Regions from separate parts of the Mus musculus genome. Here region 2 is linked to region 1. The links are chromatin contacts, called in public HiChIP or PLAC-seq maps. All regions are on one chromosome and are shown on one strand. The core of a region is the stretch at or near the end of the contact, and the rest is flanking DNA. Distances in the headings are between cores, read along the strand shown. Region 1 holds the start of Tm9sf4 (transmembrane 9 superfamily protein member 4). Region 2 overlaps Nol4l (nucleolar protein 4-like).

What was found. HiChIP or PLAC-seq counts read pairs in DNA pulled down with a chosen protein or histone mark.
Region 2: a contact with region 1 is called in an H3K4me3 HiChIP or PLAC-seq map of the SCID.adh cell line, with 15 read pairs. The contact joins the enhancer-like site here to the promoter of Tm9sf4 in region 1. A contact is called at or near these places in 23 of 39 promoter capture datasets (the 3T3-L1 cell line, the C10 cell line, the HPC-7 cell line and 12 more), 1 of 15 datasets of contacts at CTCF or cohesin (the NIH/3T3 cell line), 48 of 484 Hi-C or Micro-C datasets (the 63-12 cell line, B cells, the BV-2 cell line and 23 more), 31 of 115 datasets of contacts at active chromatin or transcription factors (the 230-238 cell line, DN3 thymocytes, the HPC-7 cell line and 20 more) and 5 of 9 other capture datasets (adipose tissue, embryonic stem cells, liver and 2 more).

What each region holds. Positions count from the first base shown.
Region 1 is chr2:153,156,964-153,163,652 of GRCm38.p6, reverse strand. It overlaps Tm9sf4 (transmembrane 9 superfamily protein member 4), which reads right to left and starts at 2,352. Exons shown (of 18, transcript NM_133847.3): 1 at 2,082-2,352. The coding sequence starts at 2,096.
Region 2 is chr2:153,413,988-153,420,343 of GRCm38.p6, reverse strand. It overlaps Nol4l (nucleolar protein 4-like), which reads left to right. Exons shown (of 11, transcript NM_001134300.2): 7 at 2,199-2,384; 8 at 2,465-2,656; 9 at 2,859-2,981; 10 at 3,499-3,700. It also overlaps the pseudogene Gm14472. Among named protein-coding and RNA genes, the nearest start is that of Asxl1, 71 kb to the right of the region's middle. Within about 2 kb of position 1,678, at least 13 of the 459 cell types and tissues checked have an H3K27ac peak or open chromatin away from gene starts, as enhancers often do. A contact at or near this core is called in the 63-12 cell line and the SCID.adh cell line, where this site is marked.

The sequences.
Region 1 (6,689 bases), core at 1,103-3,602:
ATGCACCAATCACAAGCACACTTACTTCTAGCAAGTGCGGTTCTTATTTGTCTCTGGTTTCGTCCCTGATTGCTGTTTGCTACGCTACCCTTCCCCATGGTTCCGGTGTTAAAAGTCTTCTATAGATTCCTTAAACATGTCATTCAGCCATCACACTTGCCATTTTCTTTGCCTGGGACATTCTTTGCAAAGCTGGTTTGTTTGTTTGTGTTTTGTCTGTCAGTCCGTCCCAGCTATGATGCCCAGTTACTGCCAATCACCATCCCGTCACCTTGCTACCCTCACAGCATTTAGCAGCACCAGGCAGGTTTCCTGGAATGAGAGTGGGCCCACGAGGGTGGGACCATGACCCTCTGACAGTCATATACCTAGTTCCTGGCAGTCACTGGACATTCAAATATTTGCTGAATGAAGAAACGTACACCAGAAATACATATTGCTAACTTATAAACTCTTAAAAGCTCTGTACAGGGCAGGAATTTCCCTGTGCAGTGCTATAAATGCCACCTTACTAAACTCTCTATGAACAAGAAAGGGTGTGACTTCCTGGCTTCACATTCGCCTTATTCTGAATGTGATAAAGGAGAAAAAGGATTTCAACATCCCACTTTAGGGATTTACCCCTCTTCATGATTCATACTGAAGTCTGTGGCCACAGAAACCAGGGAAAGCTTTGAATCTGCTTTTCCCCTAAACAGAGCCAAATATCGAACTTAGGCTCCTGGGTACGCTCAAGCAAGTGCTCCACAAAAGGGGTTACAATCCGCAAAACCTTGAACATTTTTACCTGATTTCTGGGGTTATAAACAAGGAACCTAATTTAAAAAAAAAAAAAAAAAAGTCAGCCGTCTGCTAACAGGACAGACTCCTTTCATGAATTAACCTGGCCCTGTTTAGAGAAAACCAACATCAAATAACTTAAGCAAGAATTTTCCTTCAGTAGAGTCAAATGTCACAAGCTTTTTCTCTGAGTCTTTCTTGTCATTCACTACCACGATGGAATTAATTTTATCTTCTGAGGCAGCAATGTACAAGACCACCCAGGAAAATTCACTTTCGACTTTTGTTCTCATTTCTTGGCAAACAGAATTTGAGGTGAACTTCTCTTAGAAAATCTGACCTTCAAAAACTTAATTCTGTGGTTGATAAACAGAAGTCAGCTAGTGACTCATCCTTCAGGCACAGGTATATTACCTCCACTCTCATCCACAAAGAGACTTAATTCTAGTCAGCTTCATGATAGTGACCCTTTATCTGTAAGGAGCTGTGTGGAGTGGGAGGGGGATACAGACAGGCAGGGCCAGAGGTGTTTTTAAACGGTAACCCAGGGACCACCTCCATTATAAACACAGGACTGTTTGTGAGACTATAGATTCCTGAGCATGGCCTAAGGTATTGCAATCTTTGGGAGTGATGCTCAGGAAACTATTTAAACATGCCTCCCCACCAACAACCCAAGATCCCCGTGCACAGTGGGGTTTAAGAACCAATCGGATAAAAGCACTTTAGGAGAGACAGATTTTGACAGAAAAGGCAGGAGAAGGGCAGGGCCTGGGGATGGGATGATGGGCATGGGATGCCCTGGTACAGCAGCAATCAAGCGGGATGCGCTATGGGAACCGCTGAGGGTGCAGGTAAGGACAAGGCTCGGGCTGGTGCGAGCAAGGTGGCACCCGCAGACTGGTTAGGCTGATGGGTATGTGGAGAGCTGGGTATGAACGTGAGGAGGAGGAGCGAAGGCAGAAATAACGGGGGCCTCTCGGGAGGAGACAAAGCCTGGAGGGGAAGAAATGGGAAATAGGGGTGACAAGGGGCGGGAACGAAAGCTGAAATGAGAACCGTGAAGGCATGAGCCGAAGTCTTCCTTCCAAGCGGCACCTCCCCTAAAACTCCAGGCCCTGACAAGCCTAGATGCCATGCCAAGGCTAGAGAAAGGGACTTTGTAGAGGCCGACCCAGTCAAGGGTAACCCGAGCAGGGGTTCTGGAGGAGGCTGGGAACCAGGCATGGGGCGCTGGAAGGTCCTGGGCTATCCAGGGGGGCCCTGCTCCAGCTCCGGTTCCCGGAGTCTCCTTCACTCACCATCGCCGCCGCCATCTTGGATCCACGTGTCGGCGTGATGACGTCAGCGGAAGTGGTGCTTCTGTGGTTACGGAGTGTAGCTCCACTAAGGGGACTCCTGGCTTCAGATTCTTCTGTAGTCGCAGTAGTGAGGAGGTAAAAGAAGCTTAATTTCTCCTTGGCAGATTGGCCTTGGCAGTGAGGTCTCTGACTAGGTGAAGAGAACGTACGGTGTAACTATTGGAGCCATATTGACTTCTGGCAGACCCGCTCCTCCGCCTACTCCTTTTGCATTGTGGGTAATGGGGGTGTGTGGAAATAGGCGCGCTCCCTGGATGCTTTCTTTAGTATTGGCAGAAAGAGTCGTTGCCAGGGTTACCCGGGACCTTAATTGTGAAACGGAAAGCATGGTAAACCCTCTCTGACAGCTTCTGATTTAGAGTAATTTGTAATTATATGTTTAAATATTTATTTGACTATAATATAGTCTTACTAATCGGCCGTAATAACTATGAAGGTAGGACTCTGTCTTTCCCTTACACTGCGTTTTTGTCGTCAGTGAAATGGGGCAGAGATTTCTAGATTTTTTTTTTTTTTTTTTTTTTTTGGTTTTCCGAGACAGGCTGGCCTCGAACTCAGAAATCCGCCTGCCTCTGCCTCCCGAGTGCTGGGATTAAAGGCGTGCGCCACCACGCCCAGCTCTAGATTATTTTTATAATTGGCTTATGTTAAGTATCCACTGACACAATCATATAAAGTATTCAATAAATAATTGTCATTATATAACGTATGTACATTCCTTCACACATATGGTAGGTGTCCCAAACAATATGCTTTGTTAAATGAGTGAATGAAAAGCAGAACACTTAGTGAAAGGAGACATTTTTCAATGTGGACTTCTCCATTCTAACTGGCTTAATGTATGACTTGAAGCAAGTCACTTAACCATCTTAAACTTAACTTTCCAGTATTGACTTAAAAGGGTCTGGGGAGGACTCAAAGGATCATAATGGAGAAAGACTGTTTGGTTCATATATACCACTGTAAAGTGTACAAAGAGCCAGTGCGGTCTTCTTAGATGGATCCAAAAAGCTGTTAAGAGAGTAGTAATGAGTTCTGAGGATATAGTTAATTTAGCAGATAGCCTGCCTAATCTTTAGCACTGGGACTTGTAATCCCCAAACTCAGAAGGTCCAGCAAGAAGAGTTCATGGTTATCCTGGGACATGTGAGACCTTGCCTCAGTCATCATCGTTACTATCATCTTTATCATTATCCGTGTTCAGTGGCTCACACTGGTAATTTTTGCGCTCAGGATGCTGAGGAAGGAAGGCATGGTGAGTTCAAGACCATCCTGAGCCATAAAGAGAGCCACGGGCTAAACAGAAAACTCAGCATTGCTTAAGTACTGTGCCAAAACTGGTCTTAAGATTTTTAGTTATCTCTTCTGCACCTTGGCAAGGAACAGCTGAGCTCTGACCACCACTGTGGTCAGTACTGATTACTACCGTGGTGGATTTTTTTCTGCATAAATGTCTACTAACAAGCCTCTCCTTCTTGCATGTTATGAGCATACTGGTTCTCCTGTCAAAAGGTGAATTTTTTTCTCTTGTTGAATGCTGGGGTTAAGTTACTTGCTTTGACCAAATAGAGTGAATTATAAGTGTCTTCCACTTCTGTGTCTAGGCTGTAAGAGGCTTGAAGCTTCTCCTTCCTCCCAAGGATATAAATATGGCTGGGTGTCCTGCTGCATAGACAGGTCTATGTCATTCCTCACAGAGTTCTAGAAACCCCACCTGACAGTTACACATATAAAGGAAATAAGTTTGTGCAGTTCAAACCTAGCAAGCTACTAACTAAATATAGAACATGTGAATATCCTTATTGATATTTGGAACAAAAGAACTACTTGGTTGAGCCTAGTTGATTTAGTATTGGGTTGGATTGTTATGAGTGCTGAAAAACAAACCCATAAATGCCTGGGACCAACACACCATCCCAAAGAGCAGATATATTCCCAAGAGGCACAGAGCTAGAGAAGCAGGATGGATTTACTAGATAGTCTTGTAGTAATTCTGAATTGCAGACTTGTGGCCAGTTCTACTGCAACTTAAGTCCTGGAAGTTTCTTACCACTATGTCTGGTTAAAGAGTAATACTGATGGGGCTGGAGACATGACTCAGCAGTTAAGACCATTGGAAGATCCTCTTCTAGAATATCAGAGTTTGAGTCCCAGCATCAACATGGCTGCGCACAACAGTCTGTAACTCCAATTTCCAGGGGGTTTGATGCCCTCTTATGGCCTCTGTAGGGACCAGGTATGTGAATGATGCGTAGCCATATATACAGCAAAATACCCCTACACATAATATAAAAGAAGATATTTATATTGATAAGGAAATATATATATTTGAGACAGGGTTTTGCTGTGTAACCCTGGCTGTCTTGGAATTCACTCTGTAGACCAGGCTAGCCTCAAATTCAGAGATCCACCTGCCTTTGCCTCCTAAGTGCTGGGATTAAAGATGTGTGCCACCACTGCCCAGCTCCAAGATGGTCATTTTTAAAAAAATTTATTATGTACAGTATTCTGCCTGCATGTCAGAAGAGGGTGCTGAGATCATGTTACAGATGGTTGTGAGCCACCATGTGGTTGCTGGGAATTGAACTCAGGACCTTGGAAGAGCAGTCAGTGTGTTCAACCTCTGAGCCATCTCTCCATCCCAAAGATTGTCATTTTTAAATGTTGTTACATATATTTATTTACTTAGTGTGTGTGTAGGGGGGTGTTGAGTGTGTACATATGATCATATGCCTTGTTGCACATACAGACTTTGTAGGAGTTGATCCTCTTCTTCTACAGTGTGGGCCCCAGGGTTTGAACTCAAATCTTGAGGCTTGGCTGTATGCATCTTTACTCACTGAGCCATCTTGTCAGCTCAGTATCATAGATTACCCTTCACAGCAGGTAGCATCTATTGCTGTTACACTATAACCAGCACAAAAATATATGATTGTTTTAAAACTTTCCTCCTGTTGCATACAGTTGCTCAAGCCCCTGATGAGCCATGACAGGCCTTCATTATTTCAGTTTCATCTTTTATTGCGTTCTATGCTAAAGTCGTTCCTCCATTTCACAATCTCCATTTCAGCTTCCCTAGTTCTGGGATCACAGGCATGCACTGCCACACCCAGCATTCTCCTATATATTTCTCATGAATGTGAACAAGTTCTAAGTCTATGTTGATATTAGAACACTATCTGGAAAGGGTATGACATCAAGCAAGTTATCATTGTGAGTATCTGAAGCTTATTCAGTGAGGAAACTATAGACCCATCCCTTAGACCAGTGGCTCTCAACCTTCCTGATGCCACATCCCTTTAATACAGTTCCTGGTGTTATGGTGACCCCCAATCATAAAGTTACTTTTGTTGCTACTTTACAACTGTAATTTTGCTACTGTTATGAATCCTAATGTAAATATCTGTGTTTTCTGATGGTTGCAGGCAGCCCCTGTGAAAGGGTCATTTGACCCCACAAAGGAGTCATGACCCTTGTTACATATATTTATTTACTTAGTGTGTGTGTAGGCGGGTGTTGAATGTGTACAGCAATAGATGCTACCTGCTGTTTTCTAGGGAGCTGCACGCACTAAAGGGGGCTACCCGCTCCCAAAGGGGTGATTGTGTGGTAAGTTCACCATTCTGGGAACAATAACAGCTGAGGCTTTTGCAGTTTAAAATATACATGCAACACACACACCCCAGGCACAGTAATGCACATCATGGCAGAAGAAAGCCCAGCCCACTCTAAGAGAAAGGAGCCCTGGCTTTGGAGGTAAAAGGCAGGAGAGAGACAGATCAGGCTGTTAGGGTGGGCAGTTCTCTAAAGTCTACTCAGAGATTTAGGCTTTAGCCAGCTTTACCATTCTTCTGGCTCATTCATCTTCCTCCAGGTCTAGTATGGTAGCTAAAGAAAACGATTATAGGCAGAAGGAGAGATATAAAAAATAAGGGACAAAGAGCCCATACCAGTTGACTTATAAAAAGGTTCCTTAGGGTTTAGCATGTTCCCTGCAGTTCCCACTCACAGCTCACACCACCTGTAACTGCAGTTCCAGGGGACCTGCTACCCTCTACTGGCCTCTATGGGTACTGTACACATGCCACACAAGCACACACATAAACACACACACACACACACACACACAAATCTCTTTTTTTGAGGCAGGATTTCTCTGTATAGCCCTGGCTGTCCTGGAACTCACTTTGTAGACCAGGCTGGCCTCGAACTCAGAAATCCGCCTGCCTCTGCCTCTGCCTCTGCCTCTGCCTCTGCCTCTGCCTCTGCCTCTGCCTCTGCCTCTGCCTCTGCCTCTGCCTCTGCCTCTGCCTCTGCCTCTGCCTCTGCCTCTGCCTCTGCCTCTGCCTCTGCCTCTGCCTCTGCCTCCCAAGTGCTGGGATTAAAAGCATGCACCACCACTGCCCAGCTAGTCTTTTCTTTTTTTAAATATATATATTTGAAAATGTGGTCAGATGTGGTGCCATATGCCCTAATTTCAGCATCTGGGAGACAGAGGCAGGTGGAGCTCAGTAAGTTTGAGGCCATCCTCATCTACAGTTCTGGTCC
Region 2 (6,356 bases), core at 429-2,928, 260 kb before region 1:
CAGTTTGCTGTAAGGAACAGCAGCAAATGGCACATTTGTGACAGAAGTATAAGACATTGCTAAGCATGGTAGTCATGCCAATAACTCTACTACTCAGAATTTGCCTGAAGCAGGAGTGCAGTTGGAAGCCATCCTGGGCTACATGAAGCCATCCTGGGCTACATGGAGAGTTTCAGGTCAGGACAGCCCAAGCTACCATAGGAAGACCTAAATAATAAAAACATAAAGGCCTTAACAAAGGGCTCAGTTGTTAGAGGTGATTTGAGGGTGGCCCTCCAAGCTTGCATAAAGGTGGAGAAGGGCACCGACCGCACAGGCACCCTGGCTTGTGGACTCCTTCCCCACCACACACCTTGAGAAAAGTCAGCCCAGGCCTCAGACCCCTCGGCTAATCTGCCTGCCTGACCCCATCTTTTCAGATGATGCAGAAAGGGATGTGGAGTTTCTCTCCTGAGCAAGCTGATATATAGGTATAGGAGTGGGCAAGGTGGGTCCCCTACCATGGCCCATAATTGCACACACTATCCTGGGCCATTAAAGTTTCCTGACAGGTGCCAGCTCTCCTGGGGCACCTCTTCAACTCTGCCCTTCTGCAGTCACCTGCCTACTCTCCACAGACTCTTTGCCCTGGCCTGTCTCTTTTTCAGGGTGGGATGGGACAAATAAATGCTCAGGACACAATCTAAATGGACAGGATGGCGTTGGTGCCACGTGTGTAGCACAGCCCATAGGGATCAGCCCGGAAGTAGGTACAGGGACCAGACAGAGCAGCTGTCTTAGGGCGGAGGCAAATTTGACTCAGTAGAGCCCTCAACCCACTTGCTATCATGGCCATACCATGGCACAGGGGTGGGCACTGAGGGCTTCTGACAGTCTGCTTATTCTGCTCTGGCCCTGGCAGAGGATCCAGCTAAAGAATCACTTGCAGATGTGACTAGTCCAGAGCCAGCCAGTAGCCAGCCCTGTGCCCTGTACATGTTTTGACCCCAGACTGTTTGTTATTCTGGAGGGCTGGAATTCTGCCCCTTAAGTCTTTGTGTGGTCATGGCGGGAGGGGCCTGAGGGCCAGAGGCACCAGGCCACTTGTCTCTCTTGAGTTGCTCCTCAGGAAGCACCAGGTCCTTTTAGGCAGGCTGTGGCCACATCACTGTGCCTGACTGTTTTCTCCTGGGTCCAACATACCCACTACATGCCAATGTCCTTGAGAAAAGAGATGCTGAAGTCAGGGCATGCCACAGACTTTAAAAAGCAAATGACAGCAGCTCAGAGTCAGGGTGCTGAGGATAGGAAGGTATTATGGAGCTGGGTCAGAAGGGGCAACCTAGTAGCTGGGAAGCAGGAGAAAGCAGAAGCCATAGTCCAAGGAAAAACAGGCAGTCGTTGAAGGCTGAGAAAATCCAGAAGCCCAAATAGATTCTGGCACACAGAAGGGGCTGGCTCATGGGAATCTTTGTGTGTGTGTGTGTCCTTCCCATAATATGATCAGCCCTAGAAAGGACACCACCACCAACCAAGGAAGTGATTGCCACCTTTGCCTGTGGTGTGACGGAGGGGAGGATCTGTGTGGGAGCAGAGTGCTTAAGTCCTTGCCCATTCACAGTTGGGCTGTAGCAGGCTGGCTGTCTCTGCTCTCCCCCTTCTTGAACACCTGTTTCCCCAGGCTTCAGAGCAATCTCTTGGGAGATAGGCAGAAACAGCCTGGCCTGGGAGCTGGGGACTGCACCCTGCTTTGTGGCCCTACTGCCTTGGCTGGCTCCCTTTCCCAGCCCATCTGCTCCTCCCCCCCCATAGACTGCACATTTGCTGCTCTGGTGACAGCTCACTTGTCAACTCAAGGCTGCAGTCCCCTGGGGATCCAGGAGGAACCCTGGAAGCCCAAACAGATCCTGGCACACAGGAGAGGCTGGCGGATTGTAATCTTTTCTGGTGTCCTTCTCTCAGCATGGCAGGTCTTGATGTGGGCACTGCCACCAAGAAAGTGGCTCCTACACTTTACCCCTTGCCTCTAAAAGGCAAGGCCCTCCTTGTGTGTTGCTTTAGTTGGGCCTCCAGACAGTAGCCCGGGGTCACTGAGGGCAGACCTGTTGCTCTCAGCTCACAGTGGGAAGTAGGGTTCACTTGCTGACCTGGCCCTCAAGCTTACCATGGGAGACCAAGTAGGCAGCCACCTGATTTGTCTCTGCTTTGCCTGGTTTCAGTCACCCCCATACAGCTCCGGGAGCTATGATTCCATCAAGACTGAAGTCAGTGGCTGTCCTGAGGACCTGACAGTGGGCCGGGCCCCTGCAGCAGATGACGATGACGATGACCATGATGACCATGAGGACAATGACAAGATGAATGACTCAGAGGGCATGGACCCCGAGCGGCTCAAGGCCTTCAACGTGAGCACCAGGCAGGGCTGGTGGGACACCGATGGGTCTAAGGCAGGGCCAGTCCTCTCCCATAGCCTGTGTCTCCCCAGATGTTCGTGCGGCTCTTCGTGGATGAGAACCTGGACCGCATGGTGCCCATTTCCAAGCAGCCCAAGGAGAAGATCCAGGCCATCATCGAGTCCTGCAGCCGGCAATTCCCTGAGTTCCAGGAGCGGGCCCGCAAGCGCATCCGCACATACCTCAAGTCCTGCCGCCGCATGAAGAAGAACGGCATGGAGATGGTGAGTACCCCCTCCTGGCCACCCTGGCTTGTGGCGCCATCACTGCCCTCCAGACCCCCTTACCCCAACTTCCCAGTAGGCCTGTTTCACAAATGAGGAAAACGGGCTGTTAGTCAGGTACTGGAGTCCAAACCCCTGCTTTGCCATCCCCTGACCAGGACCCTTCCAGCCCAAACACCAGCACTGTCTCTTGTGCCTGCAGACCAGACCTACTCCTCCGCATCTGACCTCAGCCATGGCAGAGAACATCCTAGCAGCTGCCTGTGAGAGTGAGACGAGAAAGGCAGCCAAGAGGATGCGCCTGGAGATCTACCAGTCCTCACAAGTATGCGCTCATGCTGGCTGTGTGCAAAGGGGTCTCACCCACTGTTCATCCCGTCTACACCTGCAGCGGGGGTGGACAGAGAGGTGGCAGGGCAGCCATCATGTAGCCTACGGTTATAGCACTGTGGTGGGCAGAGAGGATGGAGAGAGGAGGGTGCCAAGAGGTGGGTGAGGAGTGCTGGAGGACCTTGTTGCTAAGATTGCAGACCTGTTGGAAGGAAGGCTGACTGAGTATGGAAGTCCTCGCCTATAATCCCAGCACTAAAGAGATACAGGTTCTAGGTTCATACAGAGAGGATCTTTTACACTGCATAGAGTCAACCTAGTATGTTCATAGAGAGATGCAATCAGGGGCGATCCCTGAGGCAAAGTGCCCAGGGAGAGAGAAACAACAGGATACCCCAGCCCAGATCATATCAGTGGGTCCCAGGAAACAGCCTCTTCCTACCTCATGACAGGGACAGTGACCAGGCTTTCTGTCCCCTGGGTTCCCTAGCATTGTCATCCCTCCTTTGCAGGAAGAACCCATAGCCCTGGATAAGCAGCACTCTCGGGACTCTACAGCCATCACCCACTCCACCTACTCACTGCCAGCCTCTGCCTACTCCCAGGACCCCGTGTATGTCAACGGTGGCCTCAATTACAGCTACCGTGGCTATGGGTCCTTGAGCAGCAACTTGCAGCCCTCTGCTTCCCTCCAGACAGGAAATCACAGTAATGGTAAGTAGTGGTCAGGCCTGTTTTTTTTTTTTTTTTTTTGAGAGAGGGTTTCTCTGTGTAGCCCTGGCTGTCCTGGAACTCACTCTGTAGACCAGGCTGGCCTCGAACTCAGAAATCCACCTGCCTCTGCCTCCCAAGTGGCTGGGATTAAAGGTGTGTGCCACCATGCCTGGCCAGGCCTGGTTTTTACCAGAGCAGTGTCTAGCTTGTTCTACATAAAAGCCCTTGGGAAGAGCGGGACAATGGCTCAGCTCCCCCATTACCAGTCAGTCTTTAGATGAGGTCAGGAAAGCCTGGGCTCCCTTTTCCATCTCCAATGGTAATTGCTTCTGCCAGTCACTACAAATGCACCTCTCTGATTCCACTCCCTGAAAGTCCCCTGTGAGTTGGCAGCAGAGCCAGGATCTGGTCTAGCCTCAGCCCCTCTACCCATGGTGCCCCCATTTAAGTCGTCTGGGAGATGGTTAAACATTAGGTTGGTTCTTCTGCTCCATACCTAAACTGGGCAGCTTGACAAGTGCTTCCAGGAACCTCTGCAGGTGCCACTCCCCACCCCAAGGGAGGGAGGAAGAGGGGGAAGACAGATTCCTCCTACACCTCTGGTGGCATGAGGTATTCTGTCTTACATGGGGGCAGATCAGCCATCAAGACCTTCTCTAGCAGGGGCAACAGGGAGAGAAGGGTCAGGGGGCTACTAGGCATACAAGGGCTGTGACCTGTGTCTGGCCTCCATCATCCTGTTCTGTCCAACCCTGTGATGAAAATGTTTTCAGGGACAGGGCAGAGGCAGTGTGCCTCTGTGTTATTCAGGGGCCAAGGAGTGAAGGAAAGTGAAGACATCAAGCTGCTGTCTTAAGGGGGCAGGTAGAAGAAAAAGCACTTTCTGGCAGGCGAGCTCTGGGTTTAGGAGACCCCTTGACTGTTCCTGGGTAGCAAGGAAGAGGGCCGGTTCCTAGCCCTGGTAGAAAGGCCAGGCCATCTCCACCCACCCCTTGCTTCATCTTGCATGCTTACTGTGCCCCACAACTGGGAAGGAAGTGCTGGTGTCTGGAAGGTTCCTGCCTGGGCTTAGCCTCTCATCCCTTCTAATGCGTCTTAACCTAAAATAAGAGGCTGGCTGGCCTAATCCCTAGAGCCAGGCCAGCATGGTGCACACCAGGGGTAGAATGGCTGATCCAGAGCCACTCTCCTTCCAGTCCCTTTGCTAGAGTTAGAGTATCTGACGTGGGTTTCAGGATCAGGAAAGTTAGAATGCTCTGGAACACTAGTACTAAGTGGCTATGGAGGAAGGTATAACCTGGTGCCCAGTCATGCCCGGGCAGCACATGGTAAAACTTTACCTGGTACATGCAGCATGGCCTGTGTTAGGACCACAGTTGTGGTGGCTCCCTGGCCTCTCACAAGTGTATGAGTCCTGAAAGACACGACCAACAGCCAGAGCTGAGATCAGGAGGCAGCTATCTGCTCCATGAATCCCATCTCTGAACATTCTGCTTCCTTGAAGATGGGTAGGACTGAGATCTGGTCATTTTCCTCCTTGCTAGGAACAGCCTTTTCCCATGAGCACTAGTGCCTCCAGCAGCTGGGGAAAATAAGCAGTAGCTACTGGGTCACAGAGCCATCCCTCCTTCCCACTGTCCTGCCAGTCACAGCCTTTCAGGTGATTGTTTGCTTCTGCTTGGACCCTACCACAGCTCTGCTAATGGCTCATCCTCCTCACTTTGCTCATGTTGTCACTGGAGATAGAAATGAGCTCAGATAAAATCAGACCCCGTCCCTCTAACCCGGGGTACTAGGCAGCTTGTGCCCATACTAGCCCACTAGGGGCCACTAGCAACCTGAGAATCCAGCTGTAACTGGAGCCTGTACAGAAATGGCTCCAGATCAGATCAGGGACTGGAGGGCTGGGGAGCTCTCTAAGCAGCAGTGAACAGTGAGCTGAGATTTGGGGATAGAGGGGGGAAAAGAAACCTGGGGCCACCTCTGACAGTGGCAGGTGGCCTCTGCTACCCCCAGGCATTGCCTAGATCAAAAGCAACCAGAGAAAATCAAATCTATTTCATCCCCTCCAAGTCTTGCAATTGGGATATCTAGAAGCTGGCAGAAGCTGCCACCATGGAAGCCACTCGCCTGCTGGGCTCTGTTTTTGACATACACATCTCTTTTTCCTCCCATATTTGATTTTAACAGACTTCACTGTTCTATATCTTAATTCCAAGAGCATTGCTATTTATTTTATTTATTTACTTATTTTATTTCACTATTTAAATGTTTTATTTCATGTCGGCCGGGGCTCCGTCCCAGGCTGCTTCATAGGTTCTCAATGGGCTGGTAGGGCCTGTACGGGTACTTCTTCTTCTTGTCCAGCTTGGTTTCTGGGAAGATCTCATTTGAGTCATCACTGGTCATCTGGTCAAAGGGAATTATGTTCCTCGTTTTCTCCAGCTGCTTCTCACACTCCTGGGTCCTGAGCTGAGGTCCAGACACAAACTCAGCACAGCTCTTCACATCCCCCGTCTCCTCTTGTCCACCAGGGCTGTGTGTTTATCCTCAGGCACAGGGATCTTCAGGGCATTATACTGCTTTTCAAAGTCATCCACCAAGCCAGGCTTGGCCACATTGGCCCTGTAGTAAGCCCAGTCAATCGCAGGTGGTT